Regions from separate parts of the Mus musculus genome. Here region 2 is linked to region 1. A link is a contact called in public Hi-C data. All regions are on one chromosome and are shown on one strand. Each heading gives the region's core, a stretch centred on a gene start, on an enhancer-like site or on the middle of the called end of the contact. The rest is flanking DNA. Distances are from core to core; before and after follow the strand shown. Region 1 overlaps Kif26b (kinesin family member 26B). Region 2 overlaps Smyd3 (SET and MYND domain containing 3).

Region 1 (4,378 bases), core at 354-2,853:
ATTCCCCCACGTTTCCTTTGGTTAGTGGTTTCTGCTAAAGTTTTTTGTTTCTTTTCTTTCATACTCTTCTTGGAGTATTTGGGGGGTTTTCCTAGTTTCTAAAGAACTCCATTATGTTATTTTTAAAGTATGAACTGAGTTACCCAAAATATTTTAATTTTTAATGAAACTGCAGTGGCCAAGCTCCTTTTATAATATAACCCCATTATCGTTTCCCAACCCTGGCATGGGGCTGTGCACACTCAGGGGACTACATAAATGCTTTTAAATGAGAGAACGATCCATTATCTAAATATGCCATTGATGTACAGGGTTGGTTCGTAAAGTAACACGAGAATTTTTTTCTTGACCATTAGGAATTATAATAAGGAAAACTTTTATAATGAATTGCTCTAGGGAGGGAAGCTGCAAGGTAAACAGCGTGTCATATCTGTGGCCTCAGACTGCAGCTCATCACAGAGGACAGATGTTCTCAACCAAAGCAAAAGTAGGCACTGACTGTGCCCGACACTCCTGCAACCTCACAACCCAGATGGCTGAGGCAGGGAGATCATGATTCTGAGGTTGGGGCCGCAGACTGAGATTCCACATCAAAACAGACAAGGAAACAACAACAAAACCAATAGTACAGCTCAGATGCTTTTTCAAGTCAAGCAGTAGTTTATACATACAAACTGTGACTAGAAGAAGAAAGCTTAGAAGTCATAAGGTCCCCACTCATCAATCATTTCCTAAGGAAATAAGACAGCAGTATGGTTGAGGCCTCTGCAGACCTTGTTCATCTCTCTCCTCTTCCCCTCCAGAAGTGCTCGGTTTAAACACCCGGCATACATGTTTCTCTAAGCAACGTGAAACATTGTGTCACAGTTTTAGAGTTTTGACAAATGTTACCATCCATGTTTCTGTTGCAACATTACTTCCTCAGCGTTATGCTTCTGGGATTGAAGCATCTTAATAAAGTGGGGCTGATCTATTCTGTGGAAATACCACAACTTATTTATCCTCCCTCTTCACCATCATCCCAATATTTTGTGTTTGTGCACACTGTTGGGAATGTGTGTCCATCACCTCCCCTTGTGCGCATGTGCAAGCTTTCAAAGGTAGTGATGAGGTTGCTCCAACATAGAGATGTCTGCCTTCTCCTTTTCTAGAAGCTGCCAAATTGCTTTTTGTGGTTTAAGGTAATACAGAAATACTTGCATTTTCCCCGAGGAAGTCTTGCAAAAATTAGGCCAGTTATTATTTTTGAGTGCTGGAGGGCCAGAACTGCTCCAAGGATGAACACGCATTCCAGTCTGCATCTTTTCTGCTTTGGGAAACAGATAAAAATACTGAGGATCTTGCCCAGGCTTAATAGCAAGGGGCAGAAACCTAGTCAACTGTCCTCAAACCCATCTCTTAGCAGCAGTCCAAGCTCCAGGTGGTAGCAAGAGACCAGCTATACTATATTTAAAATGACATGAAGATAGCAGCCAAAGACTCTAAGGGGGCAGGGGGGTGGGGTGGGGAAAGGCAGGATGAGCCTTGGGCAGGTACTGCTGTTCCAGGGTGTGGAAGAACAAGCAGATGGTGACTGAATTTATTCAGCATCCACTAATGAGTCTGACCAAAAGTCCGTTCCAGGCTCCATATGCTCCGAATTCAGTTCCATCCTTTCCTGCCTGCTTCACTGTAGAGGTTCGTTGCTCATATCTTCATGCACTTTAAAGTTCCTTTTAACCTAGGACAGGCGACTTGCCACAGAAAGGTCAAATAAATTTTTTAGAAGCAATAACGGATGCAACTTGTACATGTGAATTTTAATTGCAACACTCTAATCCCCATTCCAAGTGCCAAACTTTCAGGATTAATTTGTTGCATGTGTTGGTAACAGGGCACTCAGTCTTCGGAGCGGATTCATTGCCCGAGGGCCCTCATTTGCTAATGAGTAATTGTTGCAATTTTCAGAGAAAATGCTACTGGTACAATCATGTTTGAGCATTCATCAAATATGACGTGAGCCCAGTTAGGAGAAACGTTAGCGTCCTTAGCCTGCAAATAAAAGCCAAGCATTCATTTCCAGCATGGTAATTTCCCTAGGCTGGTCACCTCCATTATCATTCGGAACAACCGGTGAACTGTAGGTAGTACCTGCGGGTAGGAGCAGGTTTTAGCACTGTTAAGTCTGTAGTCTTGTTCCATTGTATCTTGTCACTCAGGCCCATTTTGGAAGTAGGCAGGGGTGGAAGAGGAAGCCACTTCGGTAGGAATGCATCTCTGTGTGCACACATCACAGACAGCAATGACATGCTAATTACAGCTTTAGACGGAGCATTTCCTCTTTCTGCATTTTGTTTGCAAACACCCAATTATTTCCATCCTGCGGTCTGGAGAAGAGGAAAAAAAAAAGGAAAGCAAATCCAAGGGAGTTGATCAGTAGTTTCTGCAAGGCTCGCTGCCTACCTATCTCCTCTGTTGTGGCTTTTCTTCCCGACAGGTTGGAATTTGAACTCTGCTTGCTTCCCAATTTAGTTATTCTTTTAGATCCATTTATTATTACTATTGTTATGATGATGATGATGATGATAATGAGTGTGTGTGTGTGTGTGTGTGTGTGTGTGTGTGTGTGTGTGTTTACCTGCATGTATATAAGCATACCCTGTGCATGCAGTGCCCACAGAGGCCAGATGAGGGCACCAAATCTTCTGGAACTTTCTTTACAGTTATGAACTGCCCTGTGGGTGCTGGGACCCAATCCTGTGCTCTCTGCAAGAGCATCTAGTGCTTTTAACTCCTGAGTCGTGTCTCTGCCCCCTAGTTATCTTTTTACTCCTACTTGTCTGTGGACCAGTGGTTGAGATTCTACATCTATATCAAGGAGTTCAGCCTTGTCTATTGTAGGACATAGAAATAGCACCTTGTGCCTGTCCAGACTGCACGGAACTGATGTCCCATGCACTTGTGGCATGTTCCTGCACAAGGCACTGCTGCTTCCTCTGGGACCACATAGGCTATGCAACATTGTGGAACCTGGACATATAGAATCTTGGGATGGACCAGTCAATGAATGGGAGCATTGTGGTTACCTGAGCTGGAAGAAGAGCTGAGTTCGTAAGTCAAAACAAAACTATGTTCTAGAGCAGCAGAAATAAAAAAATATGTTTGAAGAGTGGAATAAAAATCTCATACTGGCGAGGATAAGCCTGTTCTTTTGGTGAAACCACATTTGCCTGTTTTTGCTTTTGTTTCCTGTGATTGGAGGGTCTTGTAAATTAGTTGGACTGATAGCCCAGACAAACCTGCAGTGCCAGCAACTTGGAAGGACTGAGGAATGATTTCTGTGAGTTCAAGGTCAACCTGGTTTACAGAATGAGTTTGAGGCCAGCCAGGGCTACAGAGCAAGATCTGAAAAATAAAACAACAATGGCTCCCCCAACAAAAGACCCAAAAAGAAAAGACGAAAGCTAATAATAGACAAACTAATAAAACAAGATATTTAAAATAGTGCCTACACTGGAGTCTTTGAGAGTTTCCCATGTGTTTCTTTCATGAGTTTCTGAGTTTGAGGGGTTTTTTTGTTCATTTTTTTTTTATTCTATTTTCCCTGGTTCTGGGGTTGAACCTAGAGACTCATACATGGGCTCAGCCCCTGAGCTCGGTCACAGCTCATCAGCTCTTAGATTTAGGTTTTCGGGTGGGTTGTTTTTGCACAGTGAACTTGATTTGCTCGCTGTGCTCCACACAGAAAGGCCCAGCTTCCCCAGCACTGTTTTCGGAACAGGCTGTCCCCTCTCCCGTGTGTGTCTTGGCACCTCTGTTAGGAATCAGTTGGCTGTAGATGCTGGGTACCTGTCAGCGGATGAATAGAGAAAGAAAGCGTGGCTCTCTATGCACAATGCAGTGCCATCCAACCATAAAGAATAATACAATCCTGTCGGTTTTGGCAAGGCAGGTGGAGCTGGGGAACACTGTGTTAAGTAAAACGGGACAAACAAAACGACAGGCACCCCTGCATCCCATCTCATACCCAGAGCAGCTAGTGTTGGCCTGAGCATCAAGCAGTGGGTAGAGTGGTCAAAAGGAGCTTTGATTTCTTCAGCCATGTGGTATTTATGAAATGAAATAACCACACTAGACTCCCATCATGTGTGCACTTAACACATTTTAATCAAAAAGGACATAAGATCAAAAACAAATGGCAGGATGGGAGATGGGAGAATGGTGGTACAGTCTGGTGATCCAGTGCAAGGCTGCTCCTGTTTCTATGCAGGCACAAAAGGACACACCAAGCTCGGGCATGTGGAGTATAAAGTCCATGACTAAGGTCTCTTCCTCTTTCCCTGATATCTCCCCCTCAGCCCCCCCGCCCCCAACCACCATCACTTGTAGTCCATGGAAG
Region 2 (4,300 bases), core at 1,115-3,614, 260 kb after region 1:
AGCAGGCCACACAGGTCAGTCCCATGGCAGCCAGACACCTTAGCTCTGTAGGCCTTTCTTTCCAACCAGAAACTCCTAAGGACAGATTAGAAGGCTTATATGGTGCTTTGACTCCAGAGTTCTGTGGCCCTGAGTCTGTGCACCTTTTCTGCCTGTGGAAGTGAAGGCAGGCTTATGGTCACAGGGGCCCCTCCTCACCAGGAACCAATCCTCTGAATAGTCCCCTCACCCCAACCCAGACAACAGCACCCCTTAGTGGGAAGAAAAGGATTTCAGGACCCCGGGGTTTGGGGCTTGTCTTTTACTTCTAGGCCTGATTCTAACACATTTCAGAATGTGAAGACTGACATACAGTGACACTTGGTTGGGCCACAGTAAGAGCCATGTAAGCCAATCCAAGTTACTACTGATGTATTCCTCCACTGTGTAGAAAGAGTCTACTTGGCTGGGGCCTGGGACCCAGGAACTCAGTTCTTGCCACAGCTGCCACTGTGGCTGTGTGGCACTCTGCATTATGGGGCCTCTCTGCAGCTGAGAACAAGGACTCTCCAACCGTCTTCTGTGGCGATCCCACTGATCACAGTCCACTGCGGGTCCAGCCCTGCTCTCCCTTTGGCTCACTTTGTGCTTGGCATGCCTAGCTTCTCTTAACTCTACAACCAAAGACAGCACTACGCATGCTGCGTAAAGTGTAAAGCCACTCTTCAAATCTTCATTCTTCCTGTAAAATCATTCTTCAAATCTACCAGTGCAAGGCTGAGTCAGGGTGAGCATTAATAGAAACAGGAAGGGGGAGGGGAAACCCTTTCTTGCTCCTTTCCCAACAGCACAGGGAGGCAAGGCAGAGGATGTAATACTGTCAGTAGGACTGGTAGCCTCTGCCTCCCTAATTATTGCACTGTCTGTCTGCCATCACAAGGCTTTTGAGCCAACCAGGTAGCTCAGCTATTTGATGTGAAATACGCACTGACAGAGGCCTCTGGCTTCAGAGGGCTAGTGCCAGACAGAGAGGTATGGAAGGGACTGCAATCAGAAGAAGCAGTGTAGAGGGCCTGGCTCACATTCTCTTGCTCTCTGGTGGGGTTTGAGTGTCCCCTACCCATGTGTTAGACTCTGCAGCAAGATGGGGAGGGAGAATGGAGCCCCTGCATGGTTTCTTGTCTCTCTTGCAGGATTAGTCACCTCCAAATACGTGGTTACAAGGTGAAGCTGCATGTAATAGGTTTTTTTTTCCTCCTCCTTAGGCTTCTGATAAAACAGCAGGAGGCCCTTGATGGACTATGCTTGTGGGCTTTCCAGCTTCGAACCTTTTTCCTTTTATAAATTATCTAGCCTTGAGTATTTTGTTGTGGCAACAGAAAACAGATTACAATACTTCCACTGTTTTTTAGGACTACTTGAAAATCAATTTTTCTTTCCTTCTTGATCTTGTCCTGTTTTCTTATTTTCTCTCCTTCACACACACACACACACACACACACACACAAAACACATAAACAAAAATATACAAATGAAAATACATAAAACATACATGTGTACATAAATACACATATACATATAAACTTACATATGCATATATATAGAAACATACACATACCCATACACATACATACATACATACATACATACATACATACAAAACCCCACACATATACATGTATACACATACACACATACCTCTGCACATATAAACACATACATATAAACACATACACATGAAAAGCACACATATATACATATACGCACAAACACACATATCCACACACATATATACATATACACATGAAGACACACATATACACAAACACACACATACATACATACACACACACACACACACACACACACACACACACACACACCCCAAAGGCTCTAGGCATCTAAGCCTTAGAAGCCCATAGGAGAAAGACGACAGAAATGAGGGAAAGAAGAACCTTATCTAAAGACCCTGCAATGTCATAGGCCAACTGCTTTTGTCCAGGAGAAGCTCCCAGCCTGTGAACCATCCCAGCAGGGCCCCTCAGTTTCAGCCATATGGATGCTTTTCTGAGAAGTTCACTCAAGAAGCCTTTACTAATCAAGTCCCACGTTGTGGATTCACCTCCAACGCCAGCCCCATCGCGTCATTCACTTTAGCTGTTGGGTGACCTTCCAGGGCAGCCCCTGAGACACAGGTTTCTGCTCTCTTCTCTTCCGATGCAGGGACAGGCAGAACAGCAAGACTGCCAGGTGGAAGAAGGAAATTGGAAAGGATCCTCTGGGCTGGCATCAAATTTGCTCCAGGATAAAACTGCACTGTATCCAAAGTCCTGGCAGGCCACCAGGTACTGGAGGGTGGCAAGGTTCCCAGATTCCACTTCCTCAAACTGACTGTACAAGGGAGAGCAGGACACTGCCAGAAAGACTCACAACGTGACATGAGGGCACAGTGTGGACAAGGTGACAGCAGGCCTCGCCTCGGCTCCAAAGGGATCCAAAGGCTAGGGCCATTTGTGATTCTCATCTGCATGGCAGCCTCCTCTTCCACTCAGGAGGCAGAGACTTTCAGATTCTGCCCCCTTTAACCACTGTCAGCAGTGGCCGGGAGCTCCAGGGCACACACCTTCTAGATAGCCACCCTGAGAAGGCCCCATGAAAACCACCTCGCCAGACATGCCTTCAGACAGATGTGTTTTCCAAGGAGAGCCTGTCTCGTTCTGGTAGCCTCTGCTGTCATGTTAGCTGGTCCTCTCCAGGTCTCCATTTCTACCATACTAAAAATCTGATCAGAGCTGCCCAGTGTCTCCACAGCTGGAACGCTATGTCTCAGGCCCTCCTTCTCTTCCTGTCTCTCAGAAGGAGACTCTGACAATTGAGAAGTTGCTGTATGAGATCTCGGGTGACTCCTCTGTTTGGTCTGCTTCTCTGCCTTCAGACTGGAAAGGGCCACCAGTCTGAACTGAGTATCCACCCACCACTCCAAACCCACTTTCCTTTCATTCCTATAACAAACCCAGAGTTCCTGTCTTACATCTATAGAACCCACAGTTTCAAGGCTGAGGCCAGACTTGGCCCTCCCTGCACACCCTGCCCATGCTACTGTCTACTTTTCCTTATGCCCTGTGATGTTTGTTGTGACTTTATCTTTTCCTTCCCTCTTCTGTGAGATTACAAACCCCTTTGAGAGAGGACTTGATGGTAAAGGCAAGAAAAAGTGTGACATTACTGAGTGTGATGGGTGGCCTTTGCTCTCAACCTAAGTGGATTAGGAGGCATGTCTGAGAGTGTTTCTTGAGAGGTTTAACTGAGAAGGGGAATCATATTGAATGCTGGTAGTTAGAGACTGGAGTCCTGAAAGGGTTAACAGTGGAGCCAGCTGAGTGCTAACATTCCTCTCTTGCTGCCTTCCTCCATAGATACAATGTGACCAGCCACCTTATGTGCTCTGGGCCCTCCCCTCCAAGAATACTGTATCCATGAGCCAGTATGGAACCTTCCACCCTTAAGTTGCTTCCTGTAAGCCTCTGATCACAGTGGTAAGAAAGCAGCTGTCACCCTGAGTATCCACCCACCACTCCAAACCCACTTTCCTTTCATTCCTATAACAGACCCAGAGTTCCTGTCTTACATCTATAGAACCCACAGTTTCAAAGTGTCCAGAAGCTTGCCCTCGCTCACTGCCCCCAGCAATGCTGACATTTCTCTAGAAGAACTCTGCTACTTTCCCAACTCCCTGAAGGCAGGAACCTCCCTTGCCCCTCTCATCTTTCTCTCTCTGGTCTCAATTTAACACCTTGCACAACACCTTATGTATTGTGTTAAATTCGATGTTTCTTACATAAAAATGAAAGAAAATGCATCAGGCTCACTCTACCAGTTTTAAAGGATCAGTCTACCAATCTCCAGTAGAGTCAGTGCTACGAGGCAGGTGTCCAGAATGTCTCCATCTTGCAAGATGGACACCACATGGAGCAGGTCTCCCCTTCCAGCTCCCAGAAGCCTTTTCTATCCCACAGGCTTGGCTGCTCATGTAACAGAAACCACAGCATTTATTCTCACATGATTGGCTGACTCAACCCCATGTGGTGTCTTCAAGGTCTATCGGCTGTGGTAGAAGGTGACAGGGTTCTCTTGCTTTCAAGGTGAGATGGTACTCCAGTGGGATGTCTAGATTCTAGATCTCAACAGGCTGCTTCCTCAGAGCTGCCCCTTCAACACAGCTCCATTCTAGAATAGCACTGTCAGGGCCATGTCACCGCTCCTGGGCCTCAAGTTGTATCTGAGCTTCCCAGTGGGCCTTCAGAGCAACCCTTCAAGGTCA

Evidence for each region. A called contact is a pair of places that touch in the nucleus more often than the background predicts.
Region 2: a Hi-C map of cerebellum shows a contact between it and region 1, with 1.6 times the contacts expected there. The contact joins two enhancer-like sites. A contact is called at or near these places in 1 of 15 datasets of contacts at CTCF or cohesin (the NIH/3T3 cell line), 4 of 484 Hi-C or Micro-C datasets (brain, cerebellar granule neurons and cerebellum) and 1 of 9 other capture datasets (embryonic stem cells).

Annotation. Positions count from the first base shown.
Region 1 is chr1:178,746,133-178,750,510 of GRCm38.p6, forward strand. The region is part of intron 4 of Kif26b (kinesin family member 26B); the gene reads left to right. It also overlaps the pseudogene Gm34176. Among named protein-coding and RNA genes, the nearest start is that of Gm46249, 28 kb to the right of the region's middle. Within about 2 kb of position 1,604, at least 7 of the 459 cell types and tissues checked have an H3K27ac peak or open chromatin away from gene starts, as enhancers often do. A contact at or near this core is called in cerebellar granule neurons and cerebellum, where this site is marked.
Region 2 is chr1:179,010,122-179,014,421 of GRCm38.p6, forward strand. All of the region lies in intron 10 of Smyd3 (SET and MYND domain containing 3), which reads right to left. Among named protein-coding and RNA genes, the nearest start is that of Gm46249, 240 kb to the left of the region's middle. Within about 2 kb of position 2,365, at least 37 of the 459 cell types and tissues checked have an H3K27ac peak or open chromatin away from gene starts, as enhancers often do. A contact at or near this core is called in cerebellar granule neurons and cerebellum, where this site is marked.